3 separate regions of the Gossypium hirsutum genome follow, and regions 1 and 3 are each linked to region 2. Evidence: chromatin contacts called from public Hi-C data. All regions are on one chromosome and are shown on one strand. The core of a region is the stretch at or near the end of the contact, and the rest is flanking DNA. Distances in the headings are between cores, read along the strand shown. Region 1 holds the start of LOC107913380. Region 2 holds the start of LOC107947221 (rhamnogalacturonate lyase B). Region 3 holds the start of LOC107947223 (probable mannitol dehydrogenase).

The links. A called contact is a pair of places that touch in the nucleus more often than the background predicts.
Region 1: a contact with region 2 is called in a Hi-C map of leaf, with 2.3 times the contacts expected there. The contact joins the promoter of LOC107913380 here to the promoter of LOC107947221 in region 2. A contact is called at or near these places in 5 of 34 Hi-C or Micro-C datasets (leaf and petal).
Region 3: a contact with region 2 is called in a Hi-C map of leaf, with 1.9 times the contacts expected there. The contact joins the promoter of LOC107947223 here to the promoter of LOC107947221 in region 2. A contact is called at or near these places in 6 of 34 Hi-C or Micro-C datasets (callus, leaf and petal).

What each region holds. Positions count from the first base shown.
Region 1 is chrD11:31,608,197-31,610,926 of Gossypium_hirsutum_v2.1, forward strand. LOC107913380 reads left to right here and starts at 1,353. Exons shown (of 4, transcript XM_016841948.2): 1 at 1,353-1,817. The coding sequence starts at 1,507.
Region 2 is chrD11:31,353,584-31,356,647 of Gossypium_hirsutum_v2.1, forward strand. It overlaps LOC107947221 (rhamnogalacturonate lyase B), which reads left to right and starts at 1,392. Exons shown (of 16, transcript XM_041104038.1): 1 at 1,392-1,622; 2 at 1,758-1,892; 3 at 2,683-2,743; 4 at 2,892-3,013. The coding sequence starts at 1,783.
Region 3 is chrD11:31,532,085-31,534,845 of Gossypium_hirsutum_v2.1, forward strand. LOC107947223 (probable mannitol dehydrogenase) reads left to right here and starts at 1,427. Exons shown (of 6, transcript XM_016881798.2): 1 at 1,427-1,771; 2 at 1,982-2,095. The coding sequence starts at 1,674.

The DNA.
Region 1 (2,730 bases), core at 103-2,602, 250 kb after region 2:
CGATGGGGGCAAGTAAGAATGGTGACCTCTTATGATCGAGATGTACAAAAAAGAAAAACAATAAGTTAAGTGACGACGGAGACAAAAGCCAAATAAAAAGTTTTAAGGGGCAGAACTACCTGAAGGAGAGACTAGTTGAGAATCAATTGAGGCATTGAGGCAGTTCTGAAATGAGTCAAACTAGTGCCATTCCGAAGACGTGACGAGGGTGTCTCGAGAATGAGTGGGGGAATAGCACAGGCTGCGAATCAAAACCCATAATCATTGTGTATAGAAATGTCTCATGGAGGTCAACTAATTAAATGAGGCTCATTTGACCCACTTGAACTGGCCCGATTCGTGGAACATATGGAGAAACTCATCTAATAGAAGCCTTGGTGGCTTAGTGAAACACTCTAGTAAAACTAGAGTTACAATGGTAATTATTGTAAATAATAACGAATAAAAATGTATATAGTTAAATCCATTAGAACTCTCATATTGTAGATTGGCACTAATCTCAACTGTTAATGTAATTTGATCTGCATTGTTGGATCTGAGGGAGCTTAACTATAAATAGAGGTCTTCCCCCTCATTTGTATTCATCTCATGGTACTTCATTCATTCTTGAGTTAAAGAATTTATTGAGAGCATTTAATCAAACACCTTGTGTCCATTGTTTTCTTATGACTTTTCAATTCTCTCGGTTCTCTTTCGTTTCATGTTGCTTTCGCTTTATTTTCGATGCCTTGGAGAATTTTATCAATGATTTTTACTTTGAGAGAGTTAAATTGACTTAGACGGATTTTAACCCAAGAAATCATCTAAGGCCACATGGATTGCAAGATTGAAGTTCTAGCCCCATGACAAACAAATCACATACATGACATACGCATATGATAGGATTCGAGACCCACATGGAGCAATTGAACAGGTTAAGACTCAAAAGCTCTGCCTTAACCAACAAAGCCAATACACAGCTTAAATAATTTTTAAGTTAAAATATATCACAAGTCCCTGTAATTTTTAAGATTTAGTCTCTCTACTTTTAGATTTCAAAATCCAATTTGAATTTTTAATATTATTCTTTTTGTTAAATATATTGATGTGATATTTTGAAAAAAAAGCTCACTTGGTAACTATGCAACTAAAAATATATATTATAATGAACTTAAATTTAACAAAATAATTTTAACAATATTAACAGTTTGATCAAAAATTTGGAATCTGAAAAGTAGAAGAACTAAATTTTTAGAAATAAAAGTATAAAGATTAAATTTTAAATTTACTAAGAGTAAAGGGACTTAGGACACAGTTTAACCAAATTTTATTAACATTTAAATATAAAATATTAATAGATTTTAAAATTTAATAGCAATCCGAAGCTGCCCCTCCCTAGCCCCTACGGCCTGCTGTATAATTTTTCACTATTACCATCATTTTAATGGAAAATTTTCACTCTTACTTTTAGCTGCAAAGATATTTGTATTTTCTGGAAGGACTCCATAGATTAGACAGCGAGAAAGAATGCTATGCTCGTACAAGCTTTGGGTACAAGCTAGTTATCCTCCTCACTTGAAACTACTAAATCAGAATTCCAATATTCCAATCCCTAAAACAAAGACCCAATTCCAAAGGAAGTCTCTTGACAGTAGATTTGACGATATTGATGACGATGCTGATGGTTCTGGGTTAAGGAAATTTGCATTGCCATCCCATGTTAAATCCATTACAAGCACTTCAAACCCATTTGTAAAACACTGTCTTAAGCTCAAGAACAGCTCTTCCTATCGCCATTCTCATGCTTCTGCTCTTGTTGTGGGCACTACTCCTATCAGGTAACCTTTCTATTCAAAGTTATAGTTTGGGTCTCTTTGAATTTTCAGTTAATTGCCCAAAACCTCAAATGGGTTGCTTTTATTTCATGCTATTTGCTTTCTGGTACTTCAGTTGCATAGAAATGGAGAAAGAACGAAAAGATAACATGAAATTGTTCAATCCCGTCCCCCTCTCTCCTCCAAATATACTAATTGAGAAATATGATTTGGCTTTTCAAGTGTGCATTTTAACTATATTATTATGTTCTTTCGACCAATATTTTCTGCTCCGTTAGCTTGTTGGTTTTGTTTTGAGGATTATGAAACTTACAATTTTGTAAGTTTTGTAATCAAGTTCTAAGTTTTCTCTTCCAGTAGTCTTGTTGCTAGCTAGTGTGTTCTCAACCATGAGGACTGAATTGGGTTCAGACCTTTAGGGTTTATACGTATGTTAATTAAGGAGTTTGTTGCCTTGCCAAACAAATAGGAAATTGTTTCTTCGTTTAATGCTAGATAAGTTCTGGTTTTGAACTAAAGAAAACTATAACTTTGTGGTTTGTCATAAGTTCCTTTATCAAACAATAGTTTCACACTTCAATATTAGTTGATGAACTACTTTGTTTGGTTAGATTATTTGTTACTCCAGCCATTTTTATTTTTTATATTTTTCCACTCTTCCTTGTAATCAAAATAGTTCCATTTAGTCTATCATTTTAGTTACCTATAGGATCTTACATTCAAGAGCTTATTGATCTCGTATTTGTCTGACCATTTATACTCATGTGAGAAGCCTTGTATCAAAGTTGTGCCGTTCTTTACTGCTGTATGTTAATTGTTCGAAAGTTGAGTCATTGCCTGTCAACTACAGACCCTGCCAAGGTGGCTTATTTTCTTTCATCAGTTATCAGATGATTATTTCCTTCTTTCGTCATTA
Region 2 (3,064 bases), core at 142-2,641:
GTATGTATTTTTTAATTTAATTTTAAATTGATCTTATAATATATATTATTTATTTCAAGTAAGTTTAATAATATAATAAAAGAAAATAATATTTTCCTCTAAGTAAATTTTTTTGTTGTCAAATCTTATAAATACTCAAAACATATAATGATAGTGAAAATAATTAAAATGTATTGAAAAATAAGTAGTTTATATTAAAAGTTTTAACGCATGCTAGAAAAATCAATTCATCGTTATTTTGAATTAAAAAAGAATCAATGAATTTTTTGAATTTGTGAATTTCACTTTAAAATTATAAGTAAATTTATGAAAATATTTTACTAATACATATATAGATACGGTAAAAGTTCTTACAATTTTATGTTGTCTGATACAAAAACCGATTGTTCCCAATATTTTACTAATATATACATAGATTGATAACTAAAAATGACAAAGAAAAGGAGAAAAACTTAATTGCCATTCTCATTGAGAAAACAATTTTTTTTTATTAATTTATCTCTTCCAAGTAATATACCTTTTATTCATAAACATGCCATAATTCATTTTCAAAATATTTATGTTAAAGTTCAAATTCAAAATAGATAAAATATAAATAAATTAAATTAAATTAATTAGATAATTATCTAATTAAATATTCATCTAAATTTTAAATTTTCTAATTATCTAATTAAATATGTAAGATAATATATATAATAAATATTTTTAAATTTATTCGAAAATAATAGACAAATTATGTAATTTAAAAATGTGATAATTAATTTTTGAATTAAAATTAAAATAAATAAAAATATATAGATAAATATTTATCCATTTAATTTAAATTAAACTAAACGGATAAATATTTAATTAATCAGATATAAAAATACATCACCGGACGTACATTTAATACGTGCATATGTTGTTTTCTCAGTGACCTTGTTTCTAAAAAGCGTCTGGGTCACGGGGACATGTTATTTGTTCCTGATTTTGACAAATCTATTATCAGCAGCACTTATGTCTACATCTAAGGTTTAGTTTGATAATACTTCTCAAAAATAATTTAGGGAAAAAATATTTTTCGAATAAAAGTATTTATAAATAAATTAATTTTTCAGAAACTAAAAATATTTTATTGGAGAAACATTTTTAAGTTAGGACTAAATAGAATAGGTTTCTTCTGTCATCTTACGCCCCTTTCCAATGATTTTCTTTCTTTCTAAATTATGTGTTCAAATAAACAAGCATAACTTTATACACGTATAAAATATAGCTCAAACTTGGGCTTTTCTAATAACATTTTACTTGTAGACTAAAAATTATCATAAAATCCATTTACAACATTTGCATAAGTTTTAGTTAAAGGGAGTCTATAAAATTAAGAATGGTAAATAGCTGTGAATACTAAAAGAGTCAAAGAGTCGTTGTTTTGTGATTAGAAGACTTTCTTGTATAAAGGCCACTATGGTTGGTGCACGTTACTAAAAGGCCATTAAGATTCCCCCTCTATATCTTTGTAACGATACCCCAGACACTTGTGCAACCCAAAAAGAAAAACAAACAAACAAAAATCTCCAATTTGGTTTCAAAACTTCTAACATTGTGAAGCTCATTGGATTTCTTTTCCTTCTATGGTGAATCTGGTAACCCCTTCCGCTTCCACTTCCACTTCCCATTTCTGGTGTTCCATTGAGAGTTCTCAAAGCATTAAGGGTATCATAAATCATCTGAAACTCTAAAGCGTTTTATGGTTTTGTTTTGTATTTTTCGATTTACAGTTCTCCAGTCCATCAAGAATACTGGATGGAGAAGGTGGCACACAGGAGCCATTTGGGACAGCTTGTTCTATGGCTACTAATGATAGTTGAATTGTCACTCTTTTACTCTGCATGTTCTGCTGAAATCCCAGTCAGGTTCTTGCTTTGCTCTTCCTCATTCTCCCATATTTTTTTATCCTGTTCTACTCTGCATGTTTCCCCTGCTCTGCTTATGATACTAGAGAGTGGAGACCCAAAAGAGTGAGAGAAAGAGAGAGCGAGAGATTGCATTACTTTCATGACAGTCGATGAGTCCGAATACCCTGTTGCATTTTTTGTCATTATTCCTTAAGCAATCTAATTCCTTGTGACTTTATATTCTTTGTTTCTAGTTCACTGTTTCCTTGTTCACATCTTTCCATTTTCTCTCTCTACATATCACGAGTTGTTTAGGCCAATTGGTTTGGGACACCATGGCCTTTTTCCACACATAAACTCAAACACAGGGGTTAGGGGTTGGTTGAATTATGACCCGTGACCGCAACTACTCACAAGAGTTGGTGATTGGTATCCTAGAAATTTCACATTTTCTCGATCGAAAAATTGAAAACTTTTTAATTCAATCCTAAAGTATAAATAATCATCCAAAAAATGAAATTCCACATTTTCTCTGCTGCAATGCTTTTATTTGTTTACATCAACATGTGACTGCATGGTTTTTCTTGTTATTTTTCTGTCTTTGGTATCAAAATTTTCAACTAAAGAGGGTACTATTAAGTTTGTTCATGAAATTAGTGGAAGAATGCTGGTATTCTACTTTGGAAATTTCTTGGAGCATAAATTTTTGGTTTTTTTTTCTTTTCATGGACAAATTAAACATCTGTACTAACTATAAGTCATGTCACAAAAACTAAATACATACTACTCTTGGATGTTTGATTTGCAGAAAAATCCTGAACCTTGGAGATTGTAACCCTCATGTCCGGTTGCAAATAAGTCATCACAACGTAAGAAAGTATAAAAATTTGCTTTCACTTTGTTTTAGGTGCAACGAACATGGATGTCTGGTTCTATTAATTCTTCTATTTCTTCATATCAAAATATTATTAACTATCTAATGGACTTCTTTTCTTTTCTTTTTTGTTTGTTTTTCAGGTGGTTATTGATAATGGACTTATTGAAGTCACTATTGAGAACCCATCTGGTCATGTGACAGGAATAAAATATATGGGGATGGATAATGTGCTTGAATGTGGAAACCCAAACTCTAATAGAGGGTATGCCCCTTTTTAACTAGAACGAATGCAAAAGTGCTGTTTTATGTTTTT
Region 3 (2,761 bases), core at 177-2,676, 180 kb after region 2:
ATAATTTATTTATTAATTTTTTATATATTGGTTAGCTTCTTTGCTTGCTTAGTTGTTTCAATTATCTTCTGATTCTTGTCACTATGTATTTTAGAATTAAAAAATATATTAAATGTAAAAATATGATTTTTTTAATAAAAGTTATTTTAAAAATAAAATGTGAAATTGATATCAATATAAAATTTTAACACGAATATTTTATGGCATAATTAATAATTCAATTTTAATATAAATATTCAATATGACTAAACAATTCAATAATATAAATAATATAAAATATGAAATTTAATTTAATAATATAAATAGTATATATAAATAAAATTATTACTATTTATGTTTAGTGATTTTTTTTGGATAATTTTGATTTTTTATTTGAGAGTAAAGGGTGAGAAGTAAAAGTTTAGGGGGAAAATAAAAAGTTTTGGGGAATAAAAGTTTGAGGGAAAGTAAATAGGGGGAGTAAAATTTTGGAGGGAAAATATAAAAAAAAATTGGAGGGGGGAGGGTTTGGGATAGATGGGAGGTGGGATAGGAAGGGAATAAAAGTTTTAGGGGAAAAGTAGGAGAGAGTAAAAATTTTGGGGGAAAATAAAAGGTTTTGAGGATTTTTTGGAGTAAAACTTTGAGAAAAAATAAATGGGAGAGTAAAATTTTGGTGGGAAATAGATTTTGGGTAGATTGGGGGGTTGGGAGGGGAGTAAAAGTTTTGAGGGGAAAGTGGGAAGGAGTAAAAGTTTTGAGGGAAAAGTAAAAAGGTTTTGGAGTTTGGGGTAAAAATGTAAAATATTATAGTTTGATATTCGAATTATTCGAATTATTCGAATTATTCGAGTTATCGAATTCGAAAACTCAACTCGATTCGAATTCGAAATTCGAAAAAAATATTCGAGTTGATTCGAATAGCTCGATTAACTCGAATAACTCGATTCGTTTAACTCGAAATTCAATTTTTTTTTTGATTTTTTCGAGTTGAATCGAGTTTTGCTCACCCCTAATTACAGCTAACCAAACGTGCCCTTAGAATTTGATCTTTTTATTTTTTAAAATTAAAAATTTTAGATTCAATTATTAATATTGTTAAAATTCTTCTATTAAATTCACTGGTGTGACATTCTAATTTTTTTTAAAATAATCATTTGATAGTCATGTGACAAAAATGTAATTGTAATAGATTTAAATTTAAAAGAGAATTTTAATAGTATTAACAATTCTTAAAATCCACGAAAATAATTTAATTATAATAAAATATTTAAACTAAGTAATTAGATACCAAATTATGTTAAAAGATATTAATTTTAAATCTTAAATTTGAGTGTAATAAAAAAATTAAAATTAAAATTTGATGATTTTATATAACCAAAAAAATAAAGAGACGAAAGTAAAAAAAGGCCATATAAGGCTACATACATGTCAAAGAAGGAAAGTCTTTTAGAACTTCCTAGATTTTATAATATTCAAAGAAAAATGCAATATTCCAATAAAAAATCAAATTTTATTGATAGTCTCTGCTTTTTAGTCCGCAATGAGCTCAGATGTGATGTCATGTGTCACCAGACAAAATCCTTCAAAAGAGTACTAACCAGTGAAGCATTTGCTATTATCATTACCCATCAAAACACCCAGGTACAGAAGCACTAACATTTTCTCTTTGGCTTACCAACCTTGGATCTGAAATGGCAAAGTCACCCGAAGAAGAACACCCTGTCAAGACCTTTGGCTGGGCTGCAAGGGACCCATCTGGTCATCTCTCTCCTTTCACCTTCTCCAGAAGGTTATTTTCACAGTTTAAGCTTTCTGACAGATGCATGCTTAAGTCTTAACTCGTTCTACTCTTGTTGTTCCATCAAATTTAATTTAATGTTGCCTTTTGCATTTTAATCTTTGTGATAATTCTCTTTTATAGCATTTACTTAGTCTGATTTCAAAGGGATTAAAGGTGATGATGATTTTATTTTGAGTTGTGATGAACTGGTGAGTGCAGGGTAACTGGTGAAGAAGATGTGAGGTTTAAGGTGCTGTATTGTGGGATTTGTCATTCTGACCTTCACAGTATCAAGAGTGAATGGGGCTCCTCCAACTACCCCATGGTTCCTGGGTCAGTCACTCCCCTCCTACCTTTTACCATCTCTTTCTTCATCATCTATTGTTATTAATCCATTCTTCTTCTTTCCTTTTTTTTTATAAAAGCAAGAAAAGCTCCATATACATGATAGCTGAGTCAATTATAACTCATAAATTATAGTATCTTAACCTAGAAACTTGTTTCACATTTAAAATATGTGGTCCACATATCACAAAAATTATAATTATTAACTGTTGGAACGTAACAAACCCTTAAAAATAGAATTTAAAGATTAATTATTTCGCATTTAACTCTAACCCTGCTGAAAGGATTTCAAATTAGAGAGATAAACCCTAAAAATAAATTAGTAAAGCTTGACTTCAGAATTTTGAACTTATTACTTTATTTATAAAACTTGAATTCCATTTATCCCCAAGATAAAATAGGTTAACATTTTATTGGTAGTGGAACACTGGATCGTACCTGATTTCTGAAAGTAACCCTACCTGTCTATTTAATGACAAGGAAACACCGAAATCCCAACTCTTCTGTTACTATGGAATAAATTCCATCTCTATTTTATTGTAAATTCATAGATATAATAAGTAATAAATTCCAATATTGATAAAATCAAATACAAATGCGTACATAAATTATTGTATAAAAAATATATTTTGTAATATCATCATATATAAAATG